Regions from separate parts of the Triticum aestivum genome. Here regions 1 and 3 are each linked to region 2. The links are chromatin contacts, called in public Hi-C maps. All regions are on one chromosome and are shown on one strand. The core of a region is the stretch at or near the end of the contact, and the rest is flanking DNA. Distances in the headings are between cores, read along the strand shown. Region 1 holds the start of LOC123099994 (sphinganine C4-monooxygenase 2-like). Region 2 holds the start of LOC123097756 (serine/threonine-protein kinase STY8). Region 3 holds the start of LOC123097755 (rab3 GTPase-activating protein catalytic subunit).

What was found. Hi-C and Micro-C count contacts between places; a contact is called where the count stands out from the background.
Region 1: a contact with region 2 is called in a Hi-C map of leaf, with 2.7 times the contacts expected there. The contact joins the promoter of LOC123099994 here to the promoter of LOC123097756 in region 2. A contact is called at or near these places in 2 of 5 Hi-C or Micro-C datasets (both in leaf).
Region 3: a Hi-C map of leaf shows a contact between it and region 2, with 9 times the contacts expected there. The contact joins the promoter of LOC123097755 here to the promoter of LOC123097756 in region 2. A contact is called at or near these places in 2 of 5 Hi-C or Micro-C datasets (both in leaf).

Annotation. Positions count from the first base shown.
Region 1 is chr4D:336,243,452-336,247,838 of IWGSC CS RefSeq v2.1, reverse strand. It overlaps LOC123099994 (sphinganine C4-monooxygenase 2-like), which reads left to right and starts at 2,590. Exons shown (of 3, transcript XM_044521998.1): 1 at 2,590-2,823; 2 at 2,967-3,197; 3 at 3,357-3,572. The coding sequence starts at 2,590. The coding sequence ends at 3,572.
Region 2 is chr4D:336,640,734-336,644,952 of IWGSC CS RefSeq v2.1, reverse strand. It overlaps LOC123097756 (serine/threonine-protein kinase STY8), which reads right to left and starts at 1,346. Exons shown (of 3, transcript XM_044519578.1): 1 at 395-1,346; 2 at 1-171. The coding sequence starts at 792.
Region 3 is chr4D:336,341,581-336,346,181 of IWGSC CS RefSeq v2.1, reverse strand. It overlaps LOC123097755 (rab3 GTPase-activating protein catalytic subunit), which reads left to right and starts at 2,358. Exons shown (of 21, transcript XM_044519577.1): 1 at 2,358-2,655; 2 at 3,330-3,373; 3 at 3,470-3,533; 4 at 3,617-3,731; 5 at 3,839-3,906; 6 at 4,268-4,365. The coding sequence starts at 2,398.

The DNA.
Region 1 (4,387 bases), core at 1,341-3,840, 400 kb after region 2:
CTTGGAGGAAAGATATCTTGTCATCATCACCCTGCGGTCCATAGACCGCGATCACGGCCATTGGCAAGCCCGAAGCAGTTGGCCCCAACACAGCCACAAAATGGTTCTGAATATCAATTGCAGGGAAAGTGAAGTGGTCGCCTTTCCAGGCGATTAGTACACCTCCGCGAGTTCCCAGCGCCGGGAGGAATGCAAACTCGTTGAAACTAGCTCCACAACATTGATGCACCAGGCTCAGATCAATCATTGCTAATTTTGTTTCTTGCTGACACACTAAGGATACATTGTTCCGATACACTAGATCCTTGACTACCTTCCTACGAGCTGGGTTGTTCAAGCCCCTAACGTTCCAAATCAAGCAGTTGTCTTCCATTGGCAAACTGTGGCGACGTAGCGTTGGGGCGCCCACCTAAGCAGAGGCCGGCACCGGCACCCCAGTCCCCTTGCCTGCGCGAGCCAGGGCCGTGAGGGCCGTGATCTGGACCGGTGAGAGTGGCTTGTCAAACGCCGTGGCGTAGAGCTGTAGGCGTTGCTCCTCGCTTTCCCCGCGATCTGGAATGGCCAAGCCACGCTTGGACATCACAAGCCTCCTGGTCTGCTTCATGATGTTGCCATCGGCTTCAGGGAAGAGCTTCTTCTTGCATGCCAGGCGGTTGTTGCGTCTTATAGCGGATCCAGGTGCTTTGGCTGGGCGACGTGGACGGCCACGGGGCTTGGAGGGCCCCGCCAGCAGGCCAGGCACAGGGGGTGCAGCAACCAGCTCTAGGAAGCGAGCCGTGGCCTCCTCGTGGGTAGCAGGAAGTGCCCTGGCCCCACAGCACCGCTGGCCCTCGGAGGGAGGGGCCCATGGACCCGCAGAGAGTTGACCAACCCAAGGTGGGGTAGGCTCTCCGTCGGCAGGCGCAGAGGGGACGAGCCCCATCACGTGCCCACCATCCTCGGGACAGCGACCAGCCGACATCGGGGAGGTCACCACCTCCCGACCAGGGGGATCTGGTTGCGGCAGATCCGAGCCAACAGAGAGCACGTAGGCCGCAGTCGACATTGGCGGGGAAGTGGGGGCCCGCACCCTACTGGCCTGCGGAGGTGGGCCGCCTGTCCCCTCCAGCGACAGGCCGACCAGGCTAGTGCAGTAGGCCGTCTCATCCGGCAGCTTTTGGCTATCAGCGCCCTGGGCCAGCACATGTGGGGCCAGCACGGGGGTAGCCGACCCCACGATGGCAACGGGCGAAGCGACACCCCCATGCAGGACGGCCGTCACGCCGACAGGTGGGCCCTCCACGATCGCCTTGCCTTGCATGCAGCAGCCGCCCCTGTGTGCTGGTGTGCTCCTTTGTCTGCACCTCTCGTCCGATCCGACTACATGGCACAACAATTCTACCGTCGCGAATCGATCATGGAGCTACAGACGAAAGACCAAAGGTACAATCGATAATTTACATACAGCTGAACCATATATAATCATTGACACATCACAAATTTCAATACATACAAGGATTATCTTGAATCCATACAAGTAACTTTGGTAGATATAGAGATTGTATTGACACATCACCACAAATCTGCAACCAACTACAGCAGTCCAGCCTAAACAAATTGTTTGCATGGCGGATTTACATATTGTTGTAACAATTCGAGTATATTTGGATTCTTCACTCAGAAGTTGTGTTTATTTGTATGATATTCTGTACTAAATTTAAGTTTAATTCTCCCTATATAAGGATTTTTTTAATAAGAAATTCATATTAGACCCCTTTTCTCTGTGGTCTCCTGCTTCATATTGTAAGCTGTCTTATGTAAGATACAATTTATGTAGCTTGAACAGCTGTATGTGGGTCTTTGTATTACCCAAATGAAGCCTACAGCTATACGCAGGTGGACACATCTTTCTCGTTGGAGCTTGAAGAGACGTGAGAGCTCTATGATTCTGGAGAAATCTGCCGAACACATCTCAAGGTCACCAATGCAGAACAAAAATCTGAAGGAAGCATTTTGGAGATACACGAGGGGTGAAGTTTGAAGTAAATTTCCAGAACTTCTGTTTATTCGTTTAATCTAATTTTTTAATATTTCTAGATTTCACTGTATTGATGAATCTTATCTCTTTTTTGTTTGTCAACGATCTTGACTTTTTATGCTACCAAGTAAGCAAAATTACTGAACTCTTGCACTAGGGACAGTAGGCGGCCATTGGCATGCCCCGGGCATCTTGTCTTGTTAATTACGGATGGGTGTTCCACAAGGTAATTAAGGTCCAGCACTGAGCGGCGACTAGCAACGAAATTACATTGCTGAATCCCTGTGGTGCGAGCTTTGAGTGTACCGGCAGGGCGATATATCGCTCGGTCACCCGTGGCTGGCGCTCTCCCTTGTTCGCACGCTCGAAAGGGATACTTAAATTGCTTACCGATTACCCTATATAGACAATGGATATTGCACTACTTAGTGTTCTCGAAAAAAAAATATTGCACTACTTATCCCTGACTGGCAACTACAAGACACACACCGTCGTTATACATATAGCACACCTCTACCTACTTAGCTACTTGGCTAGCTAGAGTGTACACCTCGTAGATCAAAGGGATCGACATGGCGGTGTTGAGGTTCTCCGACGAAGCTGTGGCTGCCGCCGTGCCCATCCTGGTGTACTGGACCTACTCCGGCGTGCACACGGCGCTTGGCCATGGACGCGTCATGGCCAAGTACAGGCTCAACACCAAGGCTGAGGAGGACAGCAAGAACACGGTGTCCAAGCGTGCCGTGCTCGGGAACGTCCTCATGCAGCACCTCATGCAGCTCGTCGCCGTCACCGTGCTCACCCCGGTAACCAAAACCTCGCCGAGACCGGCCGACGCCTCACGGCATATTCACGCACACGTGCATGCACGTATCCGTACGTCCTACTTTGTACACAGCCTCTGATCGACGCACACGTTTCTTCCGTACGTGCGTTCGCATGCATGCAGGTTATAGCGGGAAGAGGAGCAGGGGGAGCGGCCACGGGCGACTCGCCGGCGACCGCGTCGTCGTACCTGACGGCGGCGCGTCAGATCGCGGTGACCGTGGTGCTGTACGACGTGTACCGCTACGCGTGGCACCGCCTGGCGCACCGCAGCCGGTTCCTGTACCGGCACCTCCACTCGTGGCACCACCGCCTGGTGGTGCCCTACGCGTTCGGCGCCAAGTACGGGCACCCGGTGGAGGCCCTCATCGCCGACACGGCCGGCGCGTCGCTGGCCATCCTCGCCTCCGGCATGTCGTCGTCGCCGCGCGCCACGGCCGTCTTCCTCTCGCTGTGCAACATCAAGGGCATCGACAACCACTGCGGGCTGTGCCTCCTGCCGCGCCGCCTGCAGTCGCTCTGGAACGGCGCCGCGTACCACGGCGTGCACCACCTGCCGCGCGGCGTCAGGTACAACTTCTCCGACCTCTTCTTTGTCACGTGGGACAAGGCGTTCGGGACGTACCTGCACTACACCGTCGAGGAGAGACCCGGCGGCGAAGGGCTGGTGATCCAGCCGGTGCGGCCCAAGGCGTCCAAGGCCTCCGCCGTTGTCACGCCAGTTGACTGACTCCGGCGGGGCATGCTCATGCACGCGCGCGGCGTACTACGTACTGTTGCATTATAATTTCATCAAAATGTATGTGAGTTGTGTTAATCTTCGTTTGCGCCGCTTGTTTCGTTTAGTTCTCCTAAAGTGTCACGTCTGGAACGTGATATAAATTATTATTTTTGAGAACAACGTGATATAATTGGTTGTGTAGGGGGCTCTGCAGTGATGTACTCATGTTGTACACTCTGTAGATCGACTCCAGTGGTTTGCGCGTTTCAAAGAAGGCCTGATGCTTTCCTTATAGAAAATAAATAAGGCCTGATGCTTGCAAATGAGTCCAGTATTTTTTCTGTTTTGTTTGGTAGCAGTTCGGCACCAATAAATGCTAGACCTAAAAAAAATCTACAACTGTTTTACTAAGTCTCAGTCGACTGAGACTTCGTTATGTCTCAGTCGATGCTATATTCCTTTGATTTTGCATGGAGATTCGTAAAAAAAAAATATTTTTAGTTTTTTCTTTTTCTTCTTATATGCTATATCACCTGATTGAGACTTGGTTAAGTCTCAGTCGACTGAGACCTAGCCGGTTGGGTGGGCCCCTTCATCCCCGTGCATTGGGTGCACGAATTCACTTAGGGCGCGTTTGGTTGCCCGCATGCAGCCCAACCAGGCCCGCACGGGATGTGCGTGACCTGTTTGGTTGCCTGGGCTGCATGCGATTCGTGGCCCGCACAGACCTTAAAGCAGGCCTCAGCCTGGCCCGGCGCAGCCGTGCGAGGAGGCCGCATGCCGCGGGCAGCGCAGGGCACGGAGGGGACGTCTCATAACTCCCC
Region 2 (4,219 bases), core at 97-2,596:
GCATTGCAGGCAAAAGTGAGCTGAAATACAGTGCCCTCGGCACCACTTTCTCTGCCATTGCTGCCATGAACTTCCTCGATGCTCAGTGCAGGCTGATCGTCACCGGCCGCCTGCTCTACAAGGCGGGCGTGCAAGAGGACATCTTTCATGTCAAATCCTGCCTGCGCGTAGCTGCAAAACCGAGATTTCTGACTGTCAGCAACCATTTTAGAACTTCTGGTTTAACAAACCAGAAAAAAAAAGTCGTAAATACTGTAGAAATTACAAACACGGAAGCAGTTTAAGTAGCTTGATGGCAAACACTAACGTGTAAACTTGACATCTACTAATGTTGATTGCAGCAAAATTTTGGCACTTCCACTGTTGCAGAACTTTTGAGAACACGGTCGCTCACCTGTTGGGAAGAGCATCGAAGTGGCGGCGGAGGTCAGAAACGAGCTTCTCCGGCAGCTGCTGGGCGGCGGCGCCGCGGGAGTAGAGCTGCGCGAGGCCGCGGAGGAGGAGCGGCGGCTTATCGCCGCCGGCGCGCGGCGAGGGGTCGCGGGGGACGCCGCCGTTGTCCAGGTTCAGCGTGTTCTTGAATGCCGCGATGGCGCCGGCGAAGTTGCGGCCCAGGCGCTGCCACTTCTTGGGCGCCGCCGGGCCCGAAATCGGGTCGCCCGCGCCGGCCGAGTCGGCGCAGGTGGGGAGCGAGCCGTCCGAGCGAGCGTGGGGCTTCATGAGAACCTGCTCCACCATGGACTCCTCGTCGGTGCTCGGCCGGCCCGACCAGCACTCCAGCGCGGCCGCCATCGCTGGAGACTAGGCTTCTCCCGCCTCTAAATCTCAACCTCCGGCGCGAGATTGGCCGCCGAGCTGACGCCAAATTGCTGACAAGATCTTGCAAGAGCGATTCTTGTCTGGGTAACTTGTGCTGAATAGGCGCAAAAAGGATGGAATCAATCCCTTTCGCTGGATTTCTTGGTTCTTGATGTGCTGCTAGACTGGAGACTGCTAGTAGGAACTAGGAAAATACTGCAAAAGGAGTAGGTGAAGCAGCAAGAGGGACAGCTTGGAGAATGCCGTTCTTGCTGGATTTGTGAGGGGATCTCAAGATGTTTATCCTGTGGGATATTTTGGGATGTGATGCTTCCTCCTCTGCATAGCTATTTGTTCCTGTGTGTGTCCAGCTTCTCGGCTCGGCTGGAATGGGGCAGGAGGAGAAGAAAGGAGCCGGACAAGCAGGAGAGGGAGGCAAAAAATGATGCCGTCTTTTGTAGCAGCGGAGCAGAGCAGAGAGAGGGGCTCTGGCCCATGACAGGGAGGGGGAGGTGGAGGTGGAGGACCATGCATCATGGGGAGAGGGTGGGGCTGGTGTAGAAGCGTGATTAATTTATGGAGGGCGGGTTTGGTGCGCTCATGTGATTTTGCTGCGCTTGACAGGCGCAGAAAACCAATTTAAGGATGAGATTCCCTGCAAATGCCCTTGTATGTATGAGCCTCCTCTTTTTGTCTCACACACTGCATGTGTATGCAAGTGATTAGCACTAAGAGCAGCCAACCCAAACGGACGGCGTATTTATCCGCTTTTTGTCCATTTGGGCTCGGCCGCCTGCCGGCGTCCGCCCAGCTTTGCATTTGAGTCGGCAGTGCGCCCAACGCGCCGACCTATTTCATGTCCGCACTCAATTTTTAAAAATGGCCCGCGGCCACAGATCATGCCAGCGGCCATAGATCATGCCGACACCATGCCAGCGCCGGCATACATTGCCGGCTTCCAAAATATCACCGCAGTTCATGCTGGCGCACTCGCCAGCGGCCGGCACACATGTCAGCACACAAAAAGGGTGGGATTTGAGTTCAACCACGCCATCGCGGCCTCGTGGTCATGCCAGCACACAAGCCGGCATACAAAAAAAGGGTGGCGCTCGCGGCGACGAGATCACTCGTCGGTGAACTTGAGCATGTCGGCCTGCATCTTCTCGAACCACGGCCTCTTCCTTGGCGACACAGTGTTGAGATCCACCTTCATGATCTCCACCCCGGTCATCATGCTCGCGAGAGCCACTTATTTCGCCTTGGTCTTGGCATTGGTGGCCTCGATCTCTAGCATCTTGGCTTGCTTCTCCGCCTCCAGCTCGAGCATCTTGGCTTGAGTCTTCGCATCCATCTCAAGCCTCCTCTTTTGGATCTTCATGAAGGCGTTCATTTGCTCTTCCTTGAAACGCCGGCGCCCCTCCTCCCTTGAGTCCTTCTTGTTCATCATGCCCTCCATGCTTGAGATCAAGGCGTTGTATGCCGCATCCCGCTTGTCCTCCTTCTTGGAGTTGGTCTTCCCCCACGGCCGTGCCGACTCGCCCTCCCCAACCTCCTCCACGGCTTGCTTCCCCCCACGCGCCTTGATGGCGGCATATTGCGCCTTGAACTTCTTCTCGTCCTTGAAGATCCGAAAGCAATGGGAGAGGTTGAAGCATTTGCCATTGTGTTGAACCTTGAATGCCTCCAAAGCTTGAAATGCCTACAAAATGTTTCAATGCAAGCATATGGGCAAATGATATGCAAATGAACACGCAAGCATGAACTTGATGACACAAAAAAGAGGGCGGCTTGCTAGCATACCATGTCTTGCATGCCGATGCCGCTCACGGGGCGGGCCTTGACGCTCTCAAGAGTGGCACAAAACTTGTTGCACTCTTGTTCCATCGCTTGGAAATGGGCACCCACCCGCGTGTGCTCACAATTTGATAAGGCGGAAACTTTTTGCGCCCATGAAACTCTCGGTGGACACGAATCCAAAAGGTTGAATGTTTTTGTTCGGCGCCCGTCTGGGGGTCTTGTCCAATGTCCCGCCAACACTCGCAATGAAGCTTGTCCTCGGCAGCCGTGTATGCCTTCATGTGCTTGCTCTTGCGCTTCGGCTTAGGACCGACGGCTTGGTTGGCGAGCTCGTCCTCGAACAAAGGCTCCACTTCGATGTCGCACTCGTCCTCTTCATCTAGCCCGTAGTCGTCCGGGAACTCGTGGTCCAGTGGGAAGCCGTCGAGGTCCATGCCGACCTGATCACACATGAAGGCCGCCTGATCGGGATCATAGCCAGCAGCCGGCGTGAACGCCCCGCGGCCGTCCTGGCTTTGTGTCTCGTCGGGATCATAGCCAGCGGCCGGCGCATCGCCCTCGAAGATGAGGTTCTGCATGTAGTCCTCGTCGACGGCGGACGACATTCCCTTGAACAGGTTGCGGGCGTCCGGGAGCACGCCGGGCGACGTCTGCCGCGCGCGTTTCCTCGCGCCTCCGGATGACGAGCCATCGACCACGGGGGTGGCGTTGAGGTCGATGGGCGCGGGCGTGGAAGGCGTGACCACGCTCACGTCAGGCAAGCACTCTCCGGAGAGGCGGGAGGCCTGCGGGTACACGTGGAAGCCGGGCATCGGGTTGCAAGCCGACGCGCGGGGCGAGTCGGGCAGCACTATCCGAGGGAACGCCGATGACAGGTGCTGGTCGCGGCGACGGCGGCGTTGACGAGGCCGTGTTGGCCATGGTTTAACCCTAGCATGTAGAGCGCCTCCCTCGTTGCCGCCGCGACGCGGGTGTTGGTGACCTCCTGCTGCGCGGCGGCGGCGACGGCGGCGTGCGTGGCGGCCTCACCCCCTCATGTCCGCGGCGTGCCTCTGGCCCTTCCTCCTGGCTGACTCCCTTGCCCGCTGTTCGGGCTTCAACGGCTTCTTTGGCTTGGGCGCGGCGACAGTCTTGCGCGGGGCACGAGGCTTGCCTTTCCCGGAGGGGGCGGCGGCGGCGCCGGCAGAGGCGAGGGAGGCGAGGCCGGCGGCGGCGTCGAGGTCGATGTCGTCGTCCATGGCGGGTGCGGGACGGGAGCGCGCGTGAGCGGGAGGGGTTTTGGGGGAATGTGGGAAAATGGTGGTGGCTGCCACCGACCAGCAGGCCGGGGAGAGGAGTAGGCGCGCGTGCACGTCCGTCGCGTGTCCGCGCCGACGCAAATCCAGCTTAAAATTGGGTCGGGAATAGATCGCCATGCGGACGCCAAGCGGACGCGTGTCCGTTTTGCTCGGCGCGTTGGGCCGCTTTTTGTGTCCGCGCCAACCCAAACGGAAGGCAGCGAACGAAATAGGTCGCCCAACTACATTTAGCTTCGAAAACGCTTGGACAGAGAAAGGCATTCTCGAGAGTGACAGACGGCGGTAAATAATCTGCAGCGAGCATGGAAGTTTCGGACAAAGACGTG
Region 3 (4,601 bases), core at 1,109-3,608, 300 kb after region 2:
ACACCCTTCTATGGATGCAAGTGCGGAAACATTACAGCCTTGTGCGTCGCGCACTCTTGAATGATTTGGGGATTCTGAAATGGAACCGAAACAAACTGTAGTGAAAACTTACATGATGGTAAATGGATAACGACAGCGTGACTGTACATATTGTTCATAGGATCCAGGCAACAACCTGATTTGGAATATATCATCAGGAATTGTTCTTTCAGACCAAGGACAAACTATGCAGGGGAATGCTTGTGCAAATTATAAGTTGTCAAGTGGATCAAGATAGAAGGTGCAGTCAAGTGCAGCTGAGATTCAAAGTCGTATTCAGCAATGTGACGGCGGAAGCAAAAGAAAGCCGTTTCATCATACCCGAGGTTGCCTGCAAAATGAAAGAACTGTAGCGGATTATCAACTTCTGAACCTAGATAAAAAATTATTCACCAATCACTTGTTTAGAGTTTGGATCCTTTCCAATGTAGACATTAATAATTTTTGTCTAAGATCCTGTGCATATAGGATAATAATTAAAATGCAAAATGTAAAGATTAGGAAGTAAAAAGAATCTAATTTAAGTTTTCTACGAGAGGATGTTACCAAGCAAACAATCAGGAGTACATTGTTTTGGGTGCATCTCTGTTAGCAAGTGCAGACTCAAGATTGAGTGTTGCAAAAATGATTTCTTCAGTAGTAACTATTTCCTGTGTTACATCAGTGCCTTCTAAAATTAAAGCAATCACGCCCGCAAGAACTTTAGCAGTCAGCATGTTGGTTTATAGACACACTGAACATATAGAAAAACATCACCGTGCTGTTTCCTTTGGAGTTGTGCCTCTACAGCTTTATGTGCTCCCTTTCAATGGTTCAACCTGGATAACATTTAAAGTTTTAAACAAATGACAGTGTTAAATCTAGCAAAAAAACTGAAACAAAATAAGATCATATATGGACGACGCAAGGCATGCAGAGCAGGGAGAGACTGAAATACAGAGGGCTAGCTATATAGAGAGATCAATTAGGGGAACACATCGAACATTTGGTGGGCATCCACACGCTACATGATGCAACCCCTACCAGTATGCCTCCCTGGGACGTTCACACGGCGTGGTGCCATGGTGCTCGAGCGCAGAAGGCTACATCGTGTGTCTCACCGTCGCGTAGAGGAGTTCCGTACCTTCGGCTGTGCGAGGAACGACAGTGGCCGCATCTGCGTCGCTGACCATGAGGAGGAACGACCGGATGGGCATATGCGTCCCTGACGCGAGTCGAGGAACAGAGGCCAGTAATCGAATGCCCCAGAGAAATCCATCTTTGCGGCCAAGCCCACCGTGTCCCAAGCCGCCGCTGCTTGAGGGAGGAGATGGATCCCGCCGCCGCCACCGCCGATGCAGGCCGGGCCCACTACGTCCCGCGCCGCCGCCGCCGCTCGAAGGAGGAGAGGGTCCCCCATTGTCGCCGACGCAGGTCAGGCCCACTGCGTCCCGTGCCGCCGCCACCGCTCGTCGGAGGAGAGGAATGCCGGCACCGCCAACGCAGGCCCAGCCCGTTGCCGTCGACGCTGCTCGAGGGAGGGGAGCGACCCCGACTCCACCGACGCAGGCCGAGCATGCCCGACAGCGCCCTGCAGCGGCCGTGAGGAATGCCTTGGCAGAACATTTGATCTCGGTCGTTGATTTGGTTGACAGATCATTGATGTAACGTGGGCAATAGGATATGTTTAAGGTGATTTATCGAGGACGACGAAAGAAACGAAACGCCCTCTTTAGGAGTAGAAGGAGTAGAGATTAGTTAATTGGATTTTTCCTTAAAGTTTGTTTGTTTCCTTAAAATTCATTATATGTTTCCTAAATCAAATTGCATTGATGGGATGGATCCGTTGATTTGGTTAGTCCATTATTTGTTTCCTTCACATCCATTATAATGTTTCCTAAAGCAAATTGCATTGATGAGATGGATCGGTTGTTTTGGGTAAGTTAGTAAAGTTAGATATGTGCCTTTTTTCTACGGTAGGAAAGTGTTTGTTTAGAAGGAAATAGGAAAAAAAAATAAACCGATGGGGTGGTCGGGGGGAGACGAAAAAAATCAGACGAAAAAAGACCAGACGAAAGTGATGAGACTATTCAACCAACTCGTCCATTAGGAGTAGAGATAAGAAAAAACCAAGGCCCAATACGCCAAGCCCTCAACCAAGGCCCAATACCCGGTCCACTGACAGTACATACGAGCTAAGCTTCATTGTCTAAAAAGAAAAAAGAAACGAGCTAGCTTCAACTCGAAACAAAAGGAGCTAGCTAGACACAGTCTTGGTGCACCGTGGACACGTTCTCTCCCTGGGTGCCCCATAGCTCCAGAGCTGTCGTGCGGCCAGCGCACCAGTACCAAGTTCGCGAAATCTTCGGCCGACGCGGCATGGGCACATCACCCTACCTCCCTCCTCCTCCTCCACTTCGCCTTCCCCCCACTGATCCAACGAGGCAGACAGGGAAACTTCCTCGCGACCCCGCCCCGCCGCCCACCCCCTCCTCCGCCTCGCCGAGGGAGGGGATCGCCGACGCCGACGCCGACGCTGCCATGGCTTCCACCTCCTCCAAGCACGCCAAGCACCGCCGGATCGGAGAGGACGAGGAGGAGGAGGAGGAGGAGGAGGAGGAGGAGGCCGAGGAAGAGGTACGCACGCTTCTGATGGCTGCTGCTGCTCTCTCTCGGCTGTGATTCCTATCCGCTGCCGCGCTTTCCAGCTGGGGGTCCAATTTTGTGTGCCAGACGTGCTGGTGCTGCTGTCGTTGCGTGACAACGAGGTCACGGTAATGTGACTGATGCGGTTGTTACTTGTTTGTTAGGCTCGTGACTTGTATGTTCATAATACTTGGTCCGTCAGACCAAGGGTCAGTCGGTCAGATAGTTGGATGTTTCATCAGACGCTAATGTGATGCGGTTGCTAGAAGGCTGTAAAGAGTTTGGTGATTGGATGTATTGGCCCGTCACACTGAGACCACAACTAATTGTTGGCAGATTTGTCGCCTATGGGAGTGTACTCCTGCAGGAGTATGCAGTTTGCTGGGATCATTGACATATTGTGCACGCCAATGTGCTAACTAGTAACTAATGAATAACCGTACCTTTTGTGCTTTGCTTGGTACTGTTGGTCACACCCATTTGGGAGCATGTATCTGGTTTGTAGGATCTTGTTTTCTCAATGTGATGTTTTCATTTTAGGCCTTTTATCTGTAGTTTACTAGATCAGTTTCCTAGATCTTGGAAGTCGGCATTCTGCTTCAGTTGAATATATGTCTGAGTGGTTAATTGTCTCCTGATTTATCATACTTTGTGCATTCGTGCAGCTCGGGCGATTTGATGATTTCACCATTGCTTCATCTTGGGAGAGGTACTCAGCGCTTCCCATTATTAGTTAGCTCATTTGCAGTTATCTGCAAAAAGCCAATTAAGTATGATCGTACTTATGAGTTTCTTAACCATCTAGGTTTATATCCGAGATAGAGGCAATTTGTCGTCAATGGCTAGCAGATGGCCCAAAGATCTTGATGGTATTGCTCCTTCCTGGACCCTATTTGATGCTCCGTGTGATGTATATGTATCTTTGATTTGTTAACTATATGCATTCCTGTAGCAAAAAGGTGCAGAGACTGTGCCTTCCTTTGAAAACTTGTACATGGTCAAGCGTGAACTGAAGCATGGGAAAAGAGTCTACTGTATGGAGTATCATTTTAGGAAATCTGCAAAAGGTGAGAGAAATTTACGTGCTTACTCTCCTTAACAGGTTATGCTGTTATTTCTAAAACAACATTTTTGTTGAATATTTTTGTACTCAGTTACAAATACCTTTCTGTAGGCAAATATTCGTACTGGGATGATGATACACATAGTACACAACTATCCTTTGGAGTAGATGAGTTTCTGGTACAGTTTGACTCTCTTGTTGCATACCATACAGATACATGGATACTGACCACCACCATGATACTTTGTTGATATATTAATTAATTGCTGTTCACATTGTACTTATTTGTATTATATCAAATTACCTTGCGAGTTTCCTGGTTCAGACATGATACTTTCCCGAGTAAAGAAATTGCATCGAGTTCCTCATAGAAATCTGGAAACTATCATTCTATTTTAAGTTCATCAGCAGTAGCACTCGCATTTTGAAATTGTTGCAACAAGCCGTCAAGCTCTTCCGCATTGTGGAGGCCAGTTAATGCATGTAGTTTAGTTTACATAAATACTAAATAAACTAATTATACTTTTTTATTGCTGTCAGATAATTGCCCCCTTGAGTGCCAGCGGTGTTGTTCTTGACGATCCTGAATCAACTAAGCTTTTGAGTTCTGTAGCAATTGCATTGTCTAATTGTGGCAGGTTAGTGACTTTTGACTAATTTATGAAAGCTAGCAGTGAATAGTTTATTCGGTTTATCATGTGTTAGAAAAATAGTTTATTCGATTTATGGCCAGGAGAGAAAGTAGTGTATTACTGTTTAGTAGGTTAGCACATGAATATAAGCAGTGATGGTTTATTCTTTGTGTTCCCAAAGCAATTGCTTCAGTTTTATTCTTTTGCTGTCAACTATCTTTTGTTGCTCGCATGTTATATCT